Regions from separate parts of the Mus musculus genome. Here regions 1 and 2 are each linked to region 3. The links are chromatin contacts, called in public HiChIP or PLAC-seq and capture Hi-C maps. All regions are on one chromosome and are shown on one strand. The core of a region is the stretch at or near the end of the contact, and the rest is flanking DNA. Distances in the headings are between cores, read along the strand shown. Region 1 overlaps Basp1 (brain abundant, membrane attached signal protein 1). Region 2 has its middle 14 kb from the start of 4930445E18Rik. Region 3 overlaps Myo10 (myosin X).

What was found. HiChIP or PLAC-seq counts read pairs in DNA pulled down with a chosen protein or histone mark. Capture Hi-C pulls out chosen DNA fragments and counts their contacts.
Region 1: a capture Hi-C map of embryonic stem cells shows a contact between it and region 3, with 2.2 times the contacts expected there. The contact joins two enhancer-like sites. A contact is called at or near these places in 2 of 484 Hi-C or Micro-C datasets (cortical neurons and embryonic fibroblasts), 1 of 115 datasets of contacts at active chromatin or transcription factors (stem cell-derived neural progenitor cells) and 1 of 9 other capture datasets (embryonic stem cells).
Region 2: an H3K27ac HiChIP or PLAC-seq map of embryonic stem cells shows a contact between it and region 3, with 2.7 times the contacts expected there. The contact joins two enhancer-like sites. A contact is called at or near these places in 1 of 484 Hi-C or Micro-C datasets (cerebellum) and 3 of 115 datasets of contacts at active chromatin or transcription factors (astrocytes and embryonic stem cells).

What each region holds. Positions count from the first base shown.
Region 1 is chr15:25,370,807-25,375,039 of GRCm38.p6, reverse strand. All of the region lies in intron 1 of Basp1 (brain abundant, membrane attached signal protein 1), which reads left to right. Among named protein-coding and RNA genes, the nearest start is that of Gm36555, 41 kb to the right of the region's middle. Within about 2 kb of position 1,804, at least 13 of the 459 cell types and tissues checked have an H3K27ac peak or open chromatin away from gene starts, as enhancers often do. A contact at or near this core is called in embryonic stem cells, where this site is marked.
Region 2 is chr15:25,304,450-25,308,589 of GRCm38.p6, reverse strand. No RefSeq gene overlaps it. Among named protein-coding and RNA genes, the nearest start is that of 4930445E18Rik, 14 kb to the right of the region's middle. Within about 2 kb of position 2,584, at least 5 of the 459 cell types and tissues checked have an H3K27ac peak or open chromatin away from gene starts, as enhancers often do. A contact at or near this core is called in embryonic stem cells, where this site is marked.
Region 3 is chr15:25,722,268-25,726,341 of GRCm38.p6, reverse strand. Myo10 (myosin X) reads right to left here. Exons shown (of 41, transcript NM_019472.2): 5 at 4,038-4,074; 6 at 2,334-2,458; 7 at 1,257-1,270; 8 at 1,062-1,146. Among named protein-coding and RNA genes, the nearest start is that of Myo10, 100 kb to the right of the region's middle. Within about 2 kb of position 1,636, at least 27 of the 459 cell types and tissues checked have an H3K27ac peak or open chromatin away from gene starts, as enhancers often do. A contact at or near this core is called in embryonic stem cells, where this site is marked.

The sequences.
Region 1 (4,233 bases), core at 555-3,054, 350 kb after region 3:
TTAAAATTATCTTAGGGAGACTAAGTCATGTATGTAAGTAATTTTGATGTTTCTACTTAGTCAATAAACATTCCTTGCTCTTTTGACCTCAATGGTCATCTCATTTTTCACTCTTATGGTGTTTATATGCATTGTCTCCCTAGGCTGTATCCATTCCCTTCTGCTTACTGTTCATCAGGTTTCAGACTCACGTGCTTCAAATAAAGCTCTGCCTCCACTCTTTATTTTATATATTTCTAAATGAATTTTGATCATACTGATTCCCCCAGGTTCCTCTTCATGCTGTTCTCTCTCTCTCTCTCTCTCTCTCTCTCTCTGTCTCTCTCTCTCTGTCTCTGTCTCTGTCTCCGTCTCCGTCTCTCTGTCTCATCCCTAGAGATATACTCTGAGTATGCTTCTGTAGGACTGGCCTGGGATGGGTGAGTTAGAACAGGGAGGTCACTCAAGATCCACTGTTCTTTCTTTGTGCTGGAAAAGCTTTCTGTGTTCTTGTACATTACTGAACTTTTGAAGACAAAATTCATCTTAGTCAACTGTTCAGAAAATTTGGGTCATAGGAGAGTGAGTGTATGCATTTGCATGTGGGGATATACCTTTTGCCTTTTTCTTTCTTCTACCCCTTCTTCCCTCCCTCCCTCCCTCCCTCCCTCCCTCCCTCCCTCCCTCCCTCTCTCCCTTTCGAATAATCCCTTCCAATATGTTTTCATAATACTGAGCCCATTTTATTGTAACAAGGGAAAATATTGTCTTAAAAAAATGCGTTCTCTCAGTTTTTACTCATGATATTTTAAAACTTTGCCTTGGGAACTTAAGCTGGGTTGACAACTCTTAATGCGGTTCTCTCTCCATGGAGAACATTGCCATCCCGAAATGGTAGTGATGTTAGAATTGCTGAATAAAAGCTTTGACTGAACCAGACAGTGACAAACAGTAAGTTTAATAATGGAGATTCTCATCAGGCATTGAAGAAACTTGACAGCAAATCACTGTGTGGGAACACGTACTGCTAAGAATCCCCCAGACACAAAGGCTACATTGTCTTTACCTCGTTTCTCTCTTTTGGAATAAAAAATTTGACCATTTAGAATAAAGGAACCAATCATTTCTTCCAAATGGAAATTAGTAGGCCTGACAAACCATTTTAGACACTTTCTCTATTTATACTTATAAAACCACCCTTTGCTTCTTTATTCTCTGTTAATTCTTTCTTTAAGGTAAGGGAGACTCCCTCTCAGCGTGTTTCAGCTTGTGTGTGTGTGTGGTTTGAAGTGTTTGTAAAAGAAATCCTTGTTGTGTGGCCTAGATTGTCCTTGAGTTTTCAATCCTCCTGCCTCAGCTGCTCCAGTGTAGGAATCATAGGTATGCATACACCAGCACCACACCCAGTCCCAACTAGCTTTGACAAATAGCTTAGATTCTTCCATTCCGAGTGGTTGTAAATCCAACTTGTGATAAATGTGTAAGCAGATGTAACTCACGAGCCCACTGTAACTTTATATTGATTTAAAAAATGTCAGTAGTTGGTTTTCTGGTATCTAAAACTGCTTAGCTTTGCAGCTCTAAGTTAATGGAATTGACAGTTTCTTGTCCCAGGATGTAGTTATCATACCGAAGTTATCATACCAAACTTTGTCAAGAAAGGAGAGTTGGTACCTAGCAGCCTTCCTTGGCAGACATATTTTCTACTGATTATAAGATAGAAACCCAATCAGAAGATTACTTCTGTGTGTGCCACATGATGATCTTGAAATCAACCCAGAAATAACGCTCTAGTCTCAGAACCGGCTGCTGCATATTCTCACTGGGTCTTCCTGCAGATATGGAGTCGTCTGCATAATAATGTTTGCTGTCACACTTAAGGACTCTATTCTGCTGATGCTAGTTAAAGTGGCTAACTAATCCAAATTTGCATTTTCAAAATAGGAACTTTGCAGTGTTTGGCAGCTGTTTTATGTAAGAAGTGCTTAGATGTTATTAGTGCAGAGAAAGAAGACACAAATGTAGATAGCCTGCGAAGTAACAGACATACCTAGTAGCCTTTGGGTCACATGGACGTTTTAAAGCCATTTTCTTGTCCTTGTGCTATTAGTGTGTGCTGGTTAGTGCACAGCAACGAGCTTTATTAAGTCACAAAGCTGTATTAACCCATGGCGTAGAATTAAGATAAAGCATGTTATGAGAAATAGAATTGGGCATATCATGGTGTGTGTTAGCTAATGCCCTGGATTTGCCTCCTAATGCACTTGGGCATCTCCTGAAGAAGGGCTGTGCTCCGATTGGGGCTTCTGTTCTTCAGTCACTCTAAAAACTATGATGTGGAAATAGGACCAAGGAACTCTGCTAAAATGAAAAGGGCATTGCTCATCCACATGCCTAGCATGCAAACACCAGAAGACATCCACGTGTAAGCGCTGTCGGTTTGCATGCTGTCAGGTTGGGGTCTGCTGGGTGACCCAAGTTAGTCCAAGGGCCTTCGAGGAAGCTTCACTGCATAGCGTTCTTTAGACCTTTTTCAAAGGGCTGACGGCTTGTTAAAGTGAATACCGCTCCCGTTCTGCTCCTCACTGCTGGATTTAACCCCTAGTTCTCCCACTCTCCCTCATCGACATGCCGACACACCACTGGATGTGTTTTCCATCAAAAATCAGAGAAACCACATGGGAACCACAGCTCCAGGAAACTCACAGTGTATCAGGAAACCACACAACAAGTTCCATGGTGGCTTCCATGTGGGTCAGATACTGTCCTAGGACATGGGGCTATGAAGTGTCACATGTTATAAGAATGTAGGTCTTTTGTTTGTAAAGCTGTGAAACTCTTGTATTTGTGTCTCTCTCTCTCTCTCTGTGTGTGTGTGTGTGTGAGAGAGAGAGAGAGAGAGAGAGAGAGAACGAGAGAACGTACCTGGTGTATGAGAGAACTTACCTGATGTATACACTCATTCCTGTGCAGATGTACAAACTCCTGTGCCTGCAAAGAGATCAGTGGAAGATGTCACTACTCCACCACTCCCCAGAAATCCTCCTGTTTCTCTCCCCGATGAGCAGGGATTACAGTCACATGTATAACCATTCTCAGCTTTCCAGGTGGGATCTGGGGATTTGAACTTAGGTCCTCGTGCTTGGTCAGCATGTACACTTAGCTGCTGAGCTAGGCCCTCAATCCTGTTGCATTTCTCTTGATGAAACCCAAAAAAAGGTCCAGATAATAGGCCTGCCATGCATTGTAGGGGGTTACTACTGGGAGAGGTTGAGGGACCTCATTGGAATGGATACAGTCACTGTTCTTTACTCCTGGAACTGGGTCACATTGTTTCCATTCACCAAAGCAATGTATCAATGGCCAAGGTGACTAGAAATGAAGGCAAGGCCCTGCTGGATCTCCTGGTTCCCAACACTGTGGCCTTTGCTTTTGTTAAAAATGAAGCCAAGGCTTCAACTCTCCGCTGCTGCATGCTTTTGCTCCTGTCTGTGACTTTAGTGTCTGTAAGGTATAAATATGAGAGTGGATTGCGTGCGGAGCAGAGCATCCTCCAAAGATGGCATCAGGAGGGTTAGAGGCTTGGCTTCTCTTAGAATGAGCAGCTCTTTGCCATTCTCTGGAAGACTTTCTCCCCTGTTGGCTTTCATGTGCAAATAAAGAAGCTGTGGCCTAACCATGCTTCAGGTCACTATGACTTTGCTCTTCTCCAAGCAAGGCCAGTAGCTTTAAAAGCCACAACTGCTCTTCTAGATCCTCTGCTTTTACAGGTCCAACAAAATCTTACAAAATGTTGTCCTTTCAAAACGTTTGAAAAAACATTTTTGTGTTAGGCACGGGCTTCTCCATCCCAGGCTGGCCTTGGATTCTAAACCCCGAGTGCTGCGATGATTGGCTTGTTACCACCTCACACAGCGGGTCCTGGAATATTCTGTACCACTTGAGTTGTGTTCTCAGCCCTAAAGTGCTGCCCCTTTCTGACTGTCAGTGGCTTTTCTACTTTAGTAAATATAGAAATAATAGCCTTTCATTAAAAAGAAAAAAAGTTCAGTGGATAAGAATTTCTTAGACAATTCCATCATTCCCGAGTCTATTAGAGAGGCCGTGGGTATTTAGAAATGAACTAAATATTTTTCCTGAGAAAATAATTCCCCAGGCTTCTGAGCTCAGTTAGAATCAAAATGTAAGACAGTGTCTTCCAAGGTCAAAGGTATTTTGTGTGTTAAGCCTTAGACCTATGGAAGGAATGAGAAT
Region 2 (4,140 bases), core at 1,335-3,834, 420 kb after region 3:
TATATTATTTTGCTTTAGGATGAAATGTTTTATAAATATCTGTTAGCTCCATTTGGTTCATAACTTCTGTTAGTTTCGCTGTGTTTCTGTTTAGTTTCCATGATCTGTCCAATGCTGAGAGTGGGGTGTTGAAGTCTCCCACTATTATTGTGTGGGGTGTGATGTGTGCTTTGAGCCTTAGTAAAGTTTCCTTTATGAATGTGGATGCCCTTGCATTTGGAGTGGAGATGGTCAGAATTCAGAGTTCATCTTGGTGGACATTTCCTTTGACCAGTATGAAGTGTTCTTCCTTATCCTTTTTGATAACTTCTGGTTAAAGTTGATTTTATTCGATATTAGAATGGCTACTCCAGCTTGTTTCTTGGGACCATTTGCTTGGAAAATTGTTTTCCAGCCTTTTACTCTGAGGTAGTGTCTCTGTCTTTGTCACTGAGGTGCGTTTCCTGTATGCAGCAAAATGTTGTGTCCTGTTTACATAGCCAGTCTGTTAGTCTTTTTATTTTTTTCCCTTGGGGAATTGAGTCCATTGATGTTAAGAGATATTAAGGAAAATTGATTGTTACTTCCTGTTATATTTGTTGTTAGAGGTAGAATTATGTTTATATGGCTATCTTCTTTTAGATTTAATGAAAGATTACTTTCTTGCTTTTTCTAGGGTGTAGTTTCCCTCCTTGTGTTGGTGTTTTCTGTATATTATTCTTTGTAGGGCTGGGTTTGTGGAAAACTATTGTGTAAATTTGGTTTTGTCATGGTATATCTTAGTTTCTTTGTCTATGGTAATTGAGAGTTTTGTTGGGTATAGAAATCTGGGCTGGCATTTATGTTCTCTTAGGGTCTGTATGACATCTGCTCAGGATCTTCTAGCTTTCATAGTCTTTGGTGTAATGCTGATAGGTCTGCCTTTATATGTTACTTGACCTTTTTCCCTTACTGCTTTTAATATTCTTTCTTTGTTTTGATTATTATGTGACAGGAGGAATTTCTCTTCTGGTCCAGTCTATTTGGAGTTCTGTAGGTTTCTTGTATGTTCATGGGCATCTCTTTATGTTAGAAAAGTTTTCTTCTATAATATTGTTGAAGATATTTACTCGCCCTTTAAGTTGGGAATCTTCACTCTCTTCTATTATCATTAGGTTTTGTTTTTTCAATGTGTCCTGGATTTGCTGGATGTTTTGGATTAGGAGCTTTTTGATTTTTTGCATTTTCTTTGACTGTTGTGTCAATGTTTTCTATGGTATCTTCTGCACCTGAGAGTCTCTCTTCTACCTCTTGTATGCTGTTGGTGATGCTTGCATCTATATCTCCTGATCTCTTTTCTGGATTTTTTAACTTCAAAGTTGTCTCTGTTTGTGACTTCTTTATTGTTTCTATTTATATTTTTCGATTTTGGATGGTTTTGTTCATTTCTTTCGCCTGTTTCATTGTGTTTTCCTGTAATCCTTTGAAAGATTTTTGTGTTTCCTCTTTAAGAGTGCTACCTGTTTACCTGTGTTCTCCTGAATTTCTTTTCTTTTCTTTTCTTTTCTTTTCTTTTCTTTTCTTTTCTTTTCTTTTCTTCTCTTCTCTTCTCTTTTCTTTTCTTTTCTTTTCTTTTTTTCCTCTTTCTTTCTTTCTTTCTTTCTTTCTTTCTTTCTTTCTTTCTTTCTTTCTTCCTTCCTTCCTCCCTCCCTCCCTCCCTCCCTCCCTCCCTCCCTCCCTCCCTCTTTCTTTCTTTCTTTCTTTCTTTCTTTCTTTCTTTCCTTCTTTCTTTCTTAATTTTTTGAGACAGGGTTTCTCTGTGTAGCCCTGGCTGTTCTGGAACTCACTTTGCAAACCAGGCTGGCCTCACACTCAGAAATCTGCCTGCCTCTGCCTCCCAAGTGCTGGGATTAAAGGCGTGTGCCACAACTGCCCAGCTTCTCCTGTATTTCTTTAAGGGAGTCATTTATGTCCTTTTAAAAGTCCTCTGTCATCGTCATGAGAAGTGATTTTAGATCTGAGTCTTGCTTTTCTGGTGTGATGGTATATCCAGGACTTGTTATGGTCAGAGAATTGGATTCTGATGACGCCAAGTAACCTTGGTTTCTGTTGCTTTTGTTCTTATACTTGCCTCCCACCATCTGACTATCTCTTGTGCTACCTGCTCTCGATATCTGACTGGAGCCGGTTCTTCCTGTAATCCTGGTTGTGTCAGAACTCCTCATAGTCCAGTTGTCTCTGTGATCCTCTGATTCGGAGATCCTGTGATCCTGAGATTTTGGTTATGTCAGAATTCCTGGGAGTCAGGCTGCCTCTGGGACCCTGAGATCCTGTTGTGACCAAGCTCCTGGGATCCTGGATCCTGGGATCCTGACTGTGTTAGAATGCCTGGGACTTGAGCCTCCACTGGGTGCTGTTGGGACTGGCTGCAGAATTTGTGCCCAAGGTAAGCTGGCACAGACCAGAAGGAACCCAAGCCACTGGTCAGGCAGGGTTCCTGCATCCCTGGATCCTGCTGGTCACAATTATTCCTGGTGGTGTTGGAACAGCTGTTCTCCTATTCATCCCTGATCCTAAGATCCTGGGCTTGCTAGAGCACCTGGGAGCGGGGGATTCTCTGGGTGCTGTGGGACTGACTGCAGAGTTTGTGCTGAAGGTCAACAGGCACAGACAGGAAGGCCCCACCCAACTATCTTATTGTCTGTGTTTATGCTTTCTGTCTCTCCCTAAGAGTCAAGGGGTTAAAGTCACAGGATGCTGATTTATGGGATGGTCCAGAGGAAACCTAGAATAAATAGCTGAATTGATAGGTAAATAAGAATCTGGGCTTTTGGTTTGTATGTGATGAGCTAGCAAAAAGCTATAGCAGTTCTGTTTTAGAATTTTTTTCTATTGAGACCTGAGTTATCTAGAGATTTCTGGAGAGCACACACAGCTCTTTAAGAATCTTTTCTAGGGGCTGGAGGGATGGCTCAGCAGTTAAGAACACTCACTGATTGTTCTTCCAGAGGTCCTGAGTTCAATTCCCATCAACCATATGGTGGCTCACAACAGTCTGTAATGGGATCTGATGCCCTTGTCTGGAGTGTCTGAAGACAGCTACAGTGTACTCATACCTAAAATAAATAAAGTTTTTAAAAATATGTTTTTTTCTGATAGGAGTTCTCATTTTATTTGGAAAATCTATGGAGAGTGAACACAGCCCTTCTAGAAAATTTCATTGCTCTTCTAGAAGTTTTATAATAGAATTTCTAACAGAAATCCCAGTAATTACATAGAGAGGTAACACAGCTCTTTTAGACGGTTTTCTAGTGGCTATCCAGAAAAGGCTGTCTGGAGAGCATAAAGTTCTCTTAGAATTCTTTTGGCTTTCTGATTTTGATCGGGAAACCCAAGAGTTACTTTTAGAACGTTACTAACAGGATTTCTGACTTCATCAGAAGACTTGAGATTTTTTTTTTTTTGCATATTTTGTAAATTTGGTCAGAGAACCCATGAACTATCCAGGGAGCTTTTAGGATTCTTACTAGCAGAGAGAGGGGTCTCAAGCAGAAAGCTAGCTCTCTCAACTAGAGAGTATTTTAGAATAGCAAGAAAAAACTGTCTAGAGCAGAGCAGAACACACACACACACACACACACACACACCTTCTCAGAATCCCTCTTCAAGCCAATGCTGGTCCTTGGCATACAAATGCAAAGTTTTCTATGTTTTGTTATAATGCAAATGATTGCAATGTTTATAGCATACTAACCATCTTGCTCTTAAGAGAAAATAAATCTTAAATTTCAAATGGCTGACTGGTCATGTACTTGGGGAGTAAGTTCTGCTTTGGCATTAGAGGCCACCCTTTATCTCTTCAGTTCACAATGCAGTCACTGAAACAACACCATCCCTCTTTATCGTAGGTAAACACAAGAATAAGTTATTTTTTAATTGAAAACAGATTCTCTTTCTATACAATATATCTCTACTTTCCAGTGTTACTCTGCCCTCATCCAATTCCTCCCTCCACCTCCTCTTAGAAAAAGAGCAAGACTTCAAAAGTCAATAGCCAAAAAAGTCAAAACAGGATACAATAAGACAAGGCAAGAATATGTTTTTTCTTTTTCTTTTTTTTCCCAGAGCTGAGGACTGAATCCAGGGCCTTGCCCTCGCTAGGCAAGTGCTCTACCACTGAGC
Region 3 (4,074 bases), core at 387-2,886:
TTACCTGAGTACACTGAAGACTCTATTCTGGTTTTAATAACTAGAGCACACACCCAAGTCTATATCCCAAATGACCACACACTAAGATGCTGGTAGAGCTACTTTTTAGAAATCCCAGGGAAATAAAAACTTCATTAAAGTAAGCAGAACCATAGAGAACCCATTAACGAGACTCTTGCTTTATTGTTTTCTTCTAAAAGCCAAGCATTTCGGTTAGGGATGGTTAAGTGGGAGGGCTCGCTTAGGACACAGAAGCTCTCAGGCTATCCTCTAGTAGGACAATAAAGGAAAATAAGCACACACTTAGAAATGACTGTCACCTAGGTGTGTTTTAAAAGTATAACCTTTGCCTAGGGAGATGGCTCAGTGGTTAAGAGTACTGGCTGCTCTTCCCTAGGACGTGAGTTCAATTCCCAGCAACCACGTGGCGGCTCCCAACCCTCTGCAGCTGCCGTTCCAAGGAATCTGAGTCCCTCAAACACCAGTGCACATGAAGCAAAAATAAATGATTAAAAGAATATATCATATGGGGTAGTGAGTTTGTAACGCCAGGCTCGCTGGCCAACCAGCACAGACTCAATGGCAAGGTCCAGGTTCAGTGAGAGATCCTGGCTCCAAAGGTAATGCAGAGAGCAATGGGGGTGCCTCTGACATCACCTTCTGGCCTCTATGCACAAACATGGGAACTCACTAGTTTACATGCGTGCATACAAAAATACAGACACATGTGTATGTACAGAGAAAACACAGATAAACATGTGCACACACACACACAGAAATAAAGCTGCTTGCATTACATTATATATGTCTCACAAATATCCGTTACATTCAAAGTGTACTAAGATTACAAATAGTTTGAGGTTTCTCTGCTGCTAGTTTTTCCCCTGTGCTGGGGTGATCCTCAGATGACCTCAGCCGGCATCTCTGGTACACCCGCTGCACTCACACATTTTACTGCAACTGGTGGACATCACGGACTGCTGAGGTGCCATCTACAGTGTGTTTTGAGCAGGAGACAAGCTGCCACCCCCCTGTCTCTGCTGAACCTGTTCGTCACTCACCTCGCTCTCCCTGGTCCAGCCCTGCCAGCAGTGCATAGAATATGTGATAATTCCTCTCCCCGGGATTCTGCCTCACTACTCGGTTCTGTGAGGAGAAACCAAATTTATATATATATATATAAATGTTTTTATCACTTAATACAAAACAATCTCTGAAAACTGTCATTATAGGAAAACTGAGCCATGAGTACTTACTTTTTCTAATAAATCTTCATTCGAGAAGTAATGGAAGGTCAAGGAAGAAAACAGATACTGGTGGCATGGAGGTGGGGGTGGGGAGCAGTGTGCTGGCCTGGTTGCTTGAGTTGTGGCTCACTCATCTGTCTGCGTTGCTGCTACTGGTGCCAAATGACACCAAACAAGCAAAGCCCACGTCACCTAAACCCAGGCCCAATGTCATGGTGCCCAACTGAACACTAGTGCTTGGTTCTAGTGCTGCTCCAGGGCAGACATGGCTTAAATGTAGCCCCAAGGGGCCATGTGGAAGAGCCCTCACACAAGGTGAGGCCCAAGAGAAGGTGGCTAGGTCACTGTTACTATAGTTATGCTAATGCTGATCTTACAAGCATGTCAGTTTCTTGAGACAGTCAAGGGTGGAGTCCGCCCAGTCAGGTTCTCTCTTCCTCTAACTTCTTGGCATGTGACCTCTCAGGCATGCCCCCGCCGGCCATCTAGGACGCTAACCACCATGCTACAACGGAGCAAGATGGCTTGTACCAGAGCCAGAATACTTGACTTATTAATATCTTAGCCTAAACGGTGACCTAAGATAAAGCTGCTTTAATCTTTATTTTTTTATTTGTTTGTTTGTTTATATTTCTGTGTATAGCCCTGGTTGTTCTTGCACTCACTTTGTAGACTAGGCTAGCCTCAAACACAGAGACCTGTCTGCCTCTGCCTCCCAAGTGCTGGGACTAAAGGTATGTATCACTACTTTCTGGTTTACGGCTATTTTTTTTTAAAAGGCAAAACTTGATAAATACTTTTTTTTTCCTATCAAGTATCCCGTCAGACATCACATTATAGCAACAGAAATCAGATAATAAGCGATGAATCTAGACTATGGGCATAATCTGAGACATTTCCAAAGGAAAAATGATCATTTACCTTGTAAAGTAACTAACAGGCCAGATGCAATGATATTAAAGAGAAAAGAACCCTTGAGCTAGAGAAACAAGTATTTCACGTTCTTTTGGGCCCCTTACAGTAAGAGAACAAAGTTCTCACTGTCAGGGCCAAATACAAAGCCAGCCATGAAACGAAACAGGATACAATCTACAATTCTTCCTCCCTGAATGTTTCCCTGCTGGCAGATGTTCAGCTGAACAAACTTCCCGAAGCGACTGGAGTTGTTGTTGTATACTGTCTTCGCATTGCCAAATGCTTCCATGATTGGGCTGTGGACAGAGGACAAGAGGGCATCACTCAGGGCCAACGCTAATACACACAAATGGAAGGAATCTGCAGCCCAGGGAGGGTCCAGCCTGACTCTGTTTATTTAAAGAAGAGTTGGCTTTTCTAAACACTTGCTGAGACGGGCTTCTCCTGAACATCCTCTAGAATGAGAGAGACTAAGAAGATGGTTAGCTATGCAGGGAGAGGAAGCTGCACAGCTAAGGGGACCACATGGCTCAGCTCTGACAAATGAACTTGGCTACAGCAGTGCCCGGGAGATGTACAGAAGAGACCCCCCCATCTAGGATCTGAAAAGCCCTGGATGCTGGGCCTTCCACATGTTTGCACCATGGCCTGGAGGTAATTTATTTAACATCTTCCAGATCTTCTCCAACTGTTAAACAGAGTCAGGATAGACCAAGGGTGTGACAGGCAGGGCCGTAAAGGGCCAGATGCTATTGTCAGCTTTCAGAGCATGCGGTCCCTGCTGAAACTACTCAGTGCTGCTTCTGTTGTCTAAAAGTTGCCAGAAACAGCACAAGCAAGCATGGCAGGGTCCCAAGGAAATTATTTATGAAGAACGCTGAAGGAGGCGGGTGAAGAACTCTGAAAATGGAGGGTGATGACCCTTGCTGAGCTACAGGCTGGAAGCAGGGCTAAAAACTAAAGGCATATATACTTAAGTGTAATTTGTGTGTGTGCAGGTGTATATGTGTGTGTGTGTACACAAGTGTATGCATGGTACTTTAGACCTTGAAAATGCTAAGCAAGCATTTTACCACTGAGCTGTATCTCCAACTGAAAACAAACCAAAACAAAACTGCAGGATATTATACTAGGCTGCAGTTTGCTGACCCCAGGTCAGCTCTCTGCATCCGGGGTCTGTAATGTCTCTCTCGGTACAACCTGACAAGGCGCTAATCAGACACCAAATGAGTCAGCAGATGATACTCAGCCACACAGCCTTCTGTCAGTTCATGTCAGGATCATGGCTGGGTACTGCTGATCTGTCCCAAGTGAGGCTGTGCAAATGCCCTGTGCTCACACTGACTGCGTTTCTCTGTCTGAATGCTACAGCAACTGGGTTAGTGTGTGTCTGAGAGCTTCCATCAGCAGCTGCAGTCAGTCTGCTTCTTAGAACCATGAAGTACTGCCTATAATGGCCCGACAGGGATGGGATGGGACAGAGGGAGGAAGGATGGATGGACCAGGAGATGCATCTGCCCAAGCAGGTGTTGCTGAAGGCTGCAGGAAGTGCTAAGTCCATGTCAAGACCGGTTCAATTTTGGGAGGGGCAGGAGGGGCAATGGTGGGGGGAGGGGAGACAAAGGCTCGCTATATCACCCTTCCTAGCATGGAACCCTCTAGGCCCACCTGGCCTTGAATTCACAGAGATTTGCCTGCCTCTGCCTCCCCTGTGCTGGGATGAAAGGTTCACAGCTGAGATCTCTTAATGAGATCCTAACAGGCAAGCCGGGAAGAGAAACAGACCGACTAATTTATAGCTATTCGGTTCCAGAAGGGAAGCCTGAAGCTTTTCGCCCTTTGGCCCGGGAGGGAGAAAGGTGATGCGCTCGCTACCTGCTTTGAAGGATGGCTTGCTCGACGCTGGATGTCT